2 separate regions of the Gossypium hirsutum genome follow, and region 1 is linked to region 2. A link is a contact called in public Hi-C data. All regions are on one chromosome and are shown on one strand. Each heading gives the region's core, a stretch centred on a gene start, on an enhancer-like site or on the middle of the called end of the contact. The rest is flanking DNA. Distances are from core to core; before and after follow the strand shown. Region 1 holds the start of LOC121204538 (phospholipase D delta). Region 2 holds the start of LOC107917971 (ATP-dependent zinc metalloprotease FTSH, chloroplastic).

The links. Hi-C and Micro-C count contacts between places; a contact is called where the count stands out from the background.
Region 1: a Hi-C map of leaf shows a contact between it and region 2, with 2.1 times the contacts expected there. The contact joins the promoter of LOC121204538 here to the promoter of LOC107917971 in region 2. A contact is called at or near these places in 2 of 34 Hi-C or Micro-C datasets (both in leaf).

The regions. Positions count from the first base shown.
Region 1 is chrA01:21,225,886-21,230,263 of Gossypium_hirsutum_v2.1, forward strand. It overlaps LOC121204538 (phospholipase D delta), which reads right to left and starts at 1,508. Exons shown (of 10, transcript XM_041074556.1): 1 at 130-1,508. The coding sequence starts at 1,044. LOC121203433 (hippocampus abundant transcript-like protein 1) reads right to left here. Exons shown (of 13, transcript XM_041074629.1): 12 at 4,336-4,378; 13 at 3,625-4,120. The coding sequence ends at 4,043.
Region 2 is chrA01:20,436,208-20,440,730 of Gossypium_hirsutum_v2.1, forward strand. It overlaps LOC107917971 (ATP-dependent zinc metalloprotease FTSH, chloroplastic), which reads right to left and starts at 2,334. Exons shown (of 5, transcript XM_016847427.2): 1 at 1,060-2,334; 2 at 553-799; 3 at 287-470; 4 at 1-97. The coding sequence starts at 2,334. LOC107917375 reads left to right here and starts at 3,011. Exons shown (of 1, transcript XM_016846733.2): 1 at 3,011-4,523. The coding sequence starts at 3,011. The coding sequence ends at 3,847.

The DNA.
Region 1 (4,378 bases), core at 258-2,757, 790 kb after region 2:
ACTAGAAAAACGAAGACTTTGCAAAAGCTAACATCAGTAAATGCCAAAGACGAGAAAAATAGTTGAAAAATCGAACAACAAATAAAAGATTATAAGTTTGCCAAGGATATCTCAAAAGAAAACCCGTACCGTGTTAATGAAGAACTTGCTATGGGAAGTCTTGTCATCCCAGACTAACAGCAAAACTCTAACCCCTTCTTCGGACTTGTACTTCAGCAAATCCCCTAAACTCAAATTCCCACCGTTTGGCAATGGCCGTGTCGGCTCTCTTACGAGCTTCACCTGCGAAAAAATCGACCATCCGGCTATGTAAACCAAATGATGCGCTTCTAAAATTGCGTGACAGATATCTTCCCAACACGACTCGTGCTTAAACACGGTTCCATTCTCCAATTCAATCTCTGGCACCATCGATTCCTGGATGTGCGCGTCTTGGTATAAAGTAACGGAACCCCCGTGCCGGACAGGGAAATAACAGTTTCTTATTCCGAATTCGGTTGGGTTTGCCGCCATCCCATATCTGTATGAAGGCATTTCCTCGCATTTGATGAATCTCATTTCCAGGTGAACCCCGCAGTCAGGTTTAGGCGGTTTTCCATAAGAACCAATTATAGGGAACCAACCGCTAATGGTTTCACCGGAGAGAACCTTAACCGCAGGCACCGTTCCGACTCCGATTAAATCAGCGCCGAACAAGTCATTATCCTTAACGTGAAACTCGATTTGAGATGTGGGGTGGGCGAGGGCTAGTTTGAAGCGCTCGTTCCAAATCGGGTTTTGGGAATTCGAAATCACGCGCGTGCGCGCCACCGTAGCACCGGCTAGGCAAACCGTTACGTAAGGGTCGCTGGTGATGATATTATGGTGGCGGTGGTTCTTCTTCTTTCCTCTAGTACACGGGGCTTTGCACACGTCAAACACCGTGAAACATCGACGGAGACGCTCCGCCATTAAATCCATGTTTGGCAGACATCGAGCTTCGATGATTTTCAAATCAAGGTCGCCATGCAAAAACACAACAGGATCCGAAACATCTTCCCCCATTGAATCAAATGGAGAAATAAAGAAAAATTATTCAAAGACGGTCAATGAGAAAAATGAAGATGATACATAGCAATGTAAAACGTAGGCAAGGTAGGTTAAAGGAGCTTGAAAATGTTTTTTGTTTTTAGTAATTTATTAGTGTTCATATTGGTGTTGGCAATAACCGGAGAACAACAAACTCACTGCCGTGTAGGGACGTTATTTTCGAAACAGCAGAATCCCAGTTTGTTTTCTCCGACTAAAGCCAACGGCCAAAACCGAAGGCTGTAACAGGGAGCGGAATTCCAGAAGTTTACGGTTTTGTTTCTTTTTGGCTAATGTGGGTTATGTTTCTTATTTATGCTTGGGAAAAAGGTAGTGTTTTAAGAAACACGTGACAGTTATTTACGCCAGGATTTTCCGGGGTTTAAGCTACACCATTTTGATCTCATGTCATAACCATTACTTGTTTTTACTTTTCTTTTAAAACAAAACATGATTCAGTGGAAGGTTGAAAGGGGAAACGAAAAAGGAAGCAAAAGGGGAAAGTTGAATGAAAAGCTCAAACCAACTGGTGAGGATGGGGTTGGAACGTTGCGTAGTTGTCAGTCACGTGATGGCAGGACGTTTCTCAAGGTCCCATGCCACTGCACCACCATGCTTCATTCAAGCATTTATGCCAAAATTATTTGATTCTGCAATCGAGATCTAAAAGTTTTCAAAACCAAATTTTAGATCTAATTTTTGAAGTTGTTCATTATTTTTTTTGTCTTTTTTTTTTTTCACTTAAGATTGTCCTTTAAGATTAATTAGTTTATTCAATGGAAATTTTATTAAAATCATAAGCTGCGCGCTGACAACAATCCGAAGTTTTGGAAGGGAACGGCAGGGATTTTGGTTGGTTGTTTTCCAGCTTCACTTAATCTCAACTCCCTAATTTATTTTGTAATCATTCTATCCATATAAAACATCATTCATACCTCTCAATATTTTTTATCTTTCACCATTTATATATAACCAAATATATCTTTGATTCTTAATGTCATTGTTTATAAATATAGCTTAGAACCAATATGTTGAAACAAGGTAGTGGCTAAGATGGTCTAACACTCTTTGAAGCATTAAATAAATAAATAACACACAAATTTTCTTATAGTTGTATAGTCTAATTTACACTCTATTTAACAATTACAAATAAACTTACTTAATCACATACACTGGAATAATTTTTTTCATTTTTTTACTTTGAAAATATGATACTCTCATCACCATATTCACACTTTATGAACCCAACAAGTAAAATCACAACACAAAAGTTTACTATCAAAATACTACTCTTATAATAATATTCTCACAATAACATATCAAGTGTCTACATTCATTTAGACAAGTCTCTTAAATGTACAGACTTTATTTTGAGACTTGTTTACAATGAAGATCTAATTTAATCCCATTAATACAACAATACCATAAGAAAAATGGATTAAAATAATAACACATAATGTAAATATGAACTCTTGACCGCTCATCTCACAAAATCATCATCCAATCCAAAATCCATGATTCAAAAGTTGCATTGGTAATTTTGAATCAATTCAATCACCTATATACTATTTCCCAAGCAATATGATCTTCTATAATAGCTAAATATCAATCATACAATCAATATAACCCAATAAAACAATTCAATAAATTGTCAACACCCTAAATATGGAAACTTTCGTCCATAAATTTGATAGGCAAGGGAGTGGATACTCTCTCTAACACCAAATTGCCAGTTTCATATTTTTCAACAAATAATTTACATGTTGTAAAAAACTAAAAGTATTATAATATACTTATTTATTAAAAAAAAAGTATGGCAAAAAAATATGAACATAATTTATTTACATGTCCATGCTATATGTTATAGAAATATGCGTATTTATAAAAAAATGTTAACAAATATTGTGGAGAGGATATTTGTTGTTTTAATTTTTTTTTACATTAACAATATCAACTCAGTATAATATAAAAAAGAAACAAAATTGAATCATACTAACATATTGTATTTTTTATTACCTCATTTGTAGGTGAAATTGGGATGGTCCATTGTATGCATGAAAGAGAGATATCATGATAATTTTTAATGACACAAATATAGATTTAAATTTAGATAATGATGAACTCTATCAATGACTAATAAATGATGATAGTAATAAAGAGTGATGTTGTAAATGTTAAATGTTAAAAAAGAGAATTAAGAAAATAATATAGAATGCTAGAGAAATTATATAAAATTGCATATGATGTTTTAGCGATTGTATTATCAATTACTTTCTTGGACTAACAAATTACATATGATGATTTGATTTTAATTTTTGTTACTCTTTTAAAAATTCTTACAATTTGTAATATCAAACATCACATGAGATTACGATATAATTACACTTTCATCCAATTACTTTGTGCTGTCAAAACATACCCTTAATGTTTGAAGAGAGACGAAATTAGCAAGTGCATAAAAATATTTGAACCCATGGCCTATAAAAATATATGAACATGAGACCTTAGACCTTGCTGTTTTTAAGGCATTGGCTTAAGAAAGAAGACAGACGAGTATCCTTGAATTTGGTTATGCCCCCAAACTTCTTGCAGTTTCACCTGCAGGAAAGCTTCATTTCATTTAATGCCAACCAAACATGCTTTTGTTTTTTCTCCCTACCTACAAACTAAAAACTCACCATATAATAAAAAGTTCAACGGATCATAACTCCCAATTCTAAACAAATAAAGACATGGTACATAATGAATTAAAAAAAAATTCATAAATCATGTGCTTTATAGAACGAAGAACCACCATGCAGTGCTTCTTGCGAATGCAATTGAAACAAGGCTCCTTGCAGCAGCACTGATCCACACCATTTCAACTTGAGAAGTTATATTTGAACATTTCCAGTGGTTGCTAATACGTATATTCTCTTTTATAGTAATGCAAAGTTCAGTAAGGAATAATTCAGACCTTGCTTGCCTTCTCCATTTAGTGCAAGTTGCTAACTCTTTCACTTGAAATTGGAGGAAATGCCCTTATCATTAGACTCTGGACAAACGCTATCATCTGCATCAAAAATTTTCTATTAGTACATGAGTACGAGATATGACCCTCCAACAACAAAAATCACAAAAAAAGAAATTGAAAATATCCCAACACCAGCACCCAAGTTTGACTAACATAGACTGAAGGACTGAATTTATATTACTGCATAACATGTCCACAGTCGACTTTCTGCATAGAGGAAAAGAATACCGACTATGAACAAATGATGTTCTTACCGAAGCAAACCCAACGCACATGATACTGAAACCAGGGAAATTA
Region 2 (4,523 bases), core at 1,084-3,583:
TTCAACCATCTGCCTTGCCACTCGTGAGACTTGCATAAAGTCATTCGATGCTCCTGTTGTCACATTTTCCTCCCCGAAAATTACTTCTTCGGCAATCCTGCACAAGTAATGAGGAGAAAACTCCTTAAGATGATTTGAGTAGAAAGATGCCGCTAGATGTTCTCGCTTTCTACCTATGGTGGCAGATTCCATTCTATCTCATCCAACACTAAAAGGGGCTTACGATTAAGGTTGGGCATTTGCCTCACACAAAATTTTTAAGACAAATAGAACTTGAGAAACTGACCTTCCACCAAGTGCAACAGCCATCTGGTTCTCTAAGTAACTTCGACTGTAGAGACCAGATTCAAGCCTCTCTTCACTCGGAGCAAAAAAGGTAAGGCCACCAGCTTGACCACGAGGAATGATAGAAATCTTAGCTACAGGATCATATTCAGGCATAAGTGCACCAACTAAAGCATGGCCAGCCTCTGCAAACCGAAGTGCATAAAGCAAGTCAAATACCCAGCATCAAATCATAGCTAAAGCAATAACCAGGGAACAAATGCATACCATGATAGGCAACCAATTTCTTCTTCTCATCAGAGACAACAGCATTTTTCTTCTCTGGTCCAGCAATGATCCTCTCCAGAGCATCAGATATTTCATCTTTGCTTATCTCCTTGAGGTCGCGCCTGGCCGCAAGAATGGCAGCTTCATTCATCAGGTTCTGTAAATCAGCTCCGGTGAAACCTGGGGTCCTCCTAGAGATCTTTTCAAAATCAACATCCTTTGCAAGTGCCTTTCCTCTGGAGTGCACCTACAATGAAGTACGGGAAAGCTTAATAGGATTGAAGGCACTAGAAGTTTAGAACAACAAAGGGCCAAGCAAAGGTTGACAATGAAGTTGCAAGCTAATGACAAATTATTTCACTAAATTTCTAATTGAAAGAGAATTGAAATTTCACCATGACATAACAACTCTTAACACTACTTTCCAAGTGCAAGCATTCATATTCCCCACAATATGCCAAATGCATTGAAATAATCAAGTAAGCAATGTGTTGATAAATGACTAACCTGGAGAATCTTCACTCTCCCAGCAACATCAGGCCTATCAACGGTAACCTGCCGGTCAAACCTACCCGGTCGCAACAAAGCGGCATCAAGAACATCCGGTCTGTTGGTTGCTGCCAAAACAATGACACCAGAATTCCCTGAAAATCCATCCATCTCAGTCAACAACTGATTGATTGTCTGCTCTCTCTCATCATTTCCTCCTCCAAGACCAGCTCCTCTCTGTCTCCCAACAGCATCAATCTCATCAATGAAGACGATGCAAGGAGCCTTGGATTTGGCCTTATCGAATAAGTCCCTTACTCTGGATGCACCTACTCCAACGAACAACTCCACAAACTCAGAAGCAGCGCATGAGAAAAACGGAACCCCGGCTTCTCCCGCTACTGCTCTCGCCAATAGAGTCTTTCCAGTACCAGGAGGTCCAACCAATAAACAACCTTTCGGGATTTTAGCTCCTAAAGCTGTGTACTTGTCTGGGTTCTTCAAGAAATCGACAACCTCTTGGAGTTCTAATTTTGCCTGGTCAGCTCCCGCTACGTCGGAGAAGGTAACACCAGTCTCTGGCACTTCCTGGAACTTGGATTTGGATCGTCCAAAATCCATGGGTCCGCCAAGCCCACCGGGGCCACCTGGACCACCTTGAGCCCGACGGAAGAGGAAGAACAATCCAGCGAAAGCAAGGAAAGGGAAAAGCAAATTCCCAATAAAATTGAAAAGCCCATTACCGGAATCACCCTCGGATACCGAAATATCGACGCCATTCATGGCTAAGATGTCGATGAGGTCAGGGTCATTGGGGACAATCACGGTGGCTCTACGGCCATCAACGGCGGTGAGTTGGAGGGCAGAACCGTCTTTGCTGAACCTGACTCTCTCCACTTTCCCCTTCTTGACTGCGTTCAAGAATTCGCTGTACCTCCATTGGCTGCCCTCCGGAAGATCGGAGGATTGAGATTGAGGCTTGGGAGCAGTTAAGAGGAGGTTTTGGGAGAAGGGCGACTGGTTCGATGGGCTTGGCTTCGTAGGCTGGGCTTCAATTACAGGTGGCGGAGTGGGTGGGGCGTTGTCAACGGCTAGTGCTTGTGGGGCTACGGCAGAGAAGAGTAAGGCAGCAAGAGTGGCATGAGATTGGAGGGTTTTAACAGTGTGGCTAGAGTTGGGTTTCTTGTTGAGGATAGATTGAGTAACCTGCAACTTTCTTGTAGTTTTTGGTGTTGGAGGAGACAGTAAAAGTTGAGTACCAAAGAAGTTAGAAGAGAGCAGAGAGTTAGCCATTGATGGCGGTAAATGAGAGGGGAGACAATCAGATCCTCTTACTATGGGATGGTATGGGTATTAATAGGTTGATTGTTGAGTTGGTGTGTGAAATGAAGAATTCAAATGGTGTGGCTAAGTTGAAGTTAGTGATTTGGGAGGCGTAAGAGAGTTGAATTTAAGCAACGCCAAGGAGTTTGATGTCGCTGGGCTTGCGTCTACGTGTTCCTCCTTTTGTCCATCCGTTTTAAATATCTTCTTCCTCACCTCTTCTATCTCTCACATAAAATTCAATGCCTTTTTTTTGTCTTTACATACCTTGTAATTTATTTTCTAATTTCTTTGAGGAAATTGTTGGGACTTCCAGTTGATATACCATTTGCCTAATTGCACACCTACCAACTTACATCATTATATTTAAGTTAATGATTTGGGTTTTTCTTCTCTATTTAAATGCCTCAAGGTTCATGAATGTTAAACCATAATTCTACCGGTCGCCTCATGTCTTGCAGCCATGGAGCACTCGCGTTATATCCATAATTGAGTAAGCTGTAGAGCTGCCCCGGAACTCACGACATGACAGCCAATGCAAGCTTGGAATTATAGAGTTTAACACTTATCCCTTTCTCCTTTATATATATGTATATATATAAGATCAATTTGGGTTGTTTACAAAGCACAGAAAAGAAACACATAAATGGCTGCCTCAACTGGCCATGTTCGTTCAAGCAGTTTGCCAATCAATACTCATCCACTAGTTGTAAGTGTTGAGGAGCAGTTAACCAGATTGAGGGCATCACAACAAGAAACATCCTCGTCCATGAGCAACAGATTGGGAGGTTTAAAAGAATTGTACCACCGAGTTGATGATTTGTTTCAATTACAGTTTCCCAGAGCTCTTTGTATTGAACATTTAGAGGATGTGTTGGATGGATCTATTAGAGTATTGGACGTGTGTGGCACCATTAGAGATGTTTTGTCTCGGATGAGGGAGGGTTTGCAGGGACTTGAATCCTCCCTCAGGCGAAGAACTGGCCGTGAATCCTGCTTGGAAGGTGAAATCAGAGCTTATATGGACACCAGGAAAGAAATGAATAAAATGATCAGAAATTTGAAGGGAATGGACCGGAAATGTAAATCAGTGGTGTTGGACAATGATTCTGAAATGGTGGGTGTGGTGAACATGCTAAGAGAAGCTGAGGAAATTAGCCTTTCAATGTTTGATTCCCTCTTATCTTTTCTTTTGCTTCCAAAGCTAAGATCAAAGCCTACCGGCTGGCCTATTGTTTCAAAATTATTGCACTCGAGGCGTGCTTTGTGCGACCGAATGGAAGCTACTGAAGCCGAGAAACTAGAAGTCGAGTTGAGTCTCTTGAAGTCAAGCAAAGACATCAAACTTGAACAAGTGCAAAAATTATTGAAAGATCTTGAGGCATTTCAAGCTACCATCAAAGAAACAGAAGGGGATTTGGAGTGCATCTTTAGACAACTATTGAAAACCAGAGTTTCCCTTCTCAACATATTAAACCACTAATGACCAACAAAATTTTGTAGCATATGATTTTGATCTCAACTGTACACATATACAGCATAAGAAAAGCAATATATTGGAAATTTTTCATCTCCAATTGCCTCTCTTTTTCTGATTTTTTCTTATTATTAATATTCCCATACAAGGGCTAAAAATCCCAGCCACGCTTGAAATGACCATGGGTTTTATGGATTGGTGAGAAACCGAGTCAATGACCTCTCAGCTAATGGTATGTGCTTATTCATCAAAACCATGCGCATGTACTTCAACTCTATAACGAGCTGTAAAGATTCCATTGCGGCACCACATCGTTTAATTGTTACATGGAGATCTGCGCAATCTTCATGATTATTAGATTACAATGTTGATTGTCTACTGCCAGGAAGCCATGATAGCTTGCCACTCGTGCATTTCATTATTTTATTCCTTAACCAATTCATTTTATGGTGTCGCTCTTATTAATATCCAAACGTACTGTAGTGTAATTTCAGCAACTGTCAACTCAGCTGACTGCTCTTCAACATGACCAATATACGACTCTGTGTTTTCTTATTAGACATTTAGGTGGCAGAGCCTGGCTTTTTGGAATTGATCTCATAATAAAATATTACGCCCCATTGAAGGATGGTCATGATCCCTTGAACATCCTAAAGAGCCAACTTCCAGTATTCATTTCTAT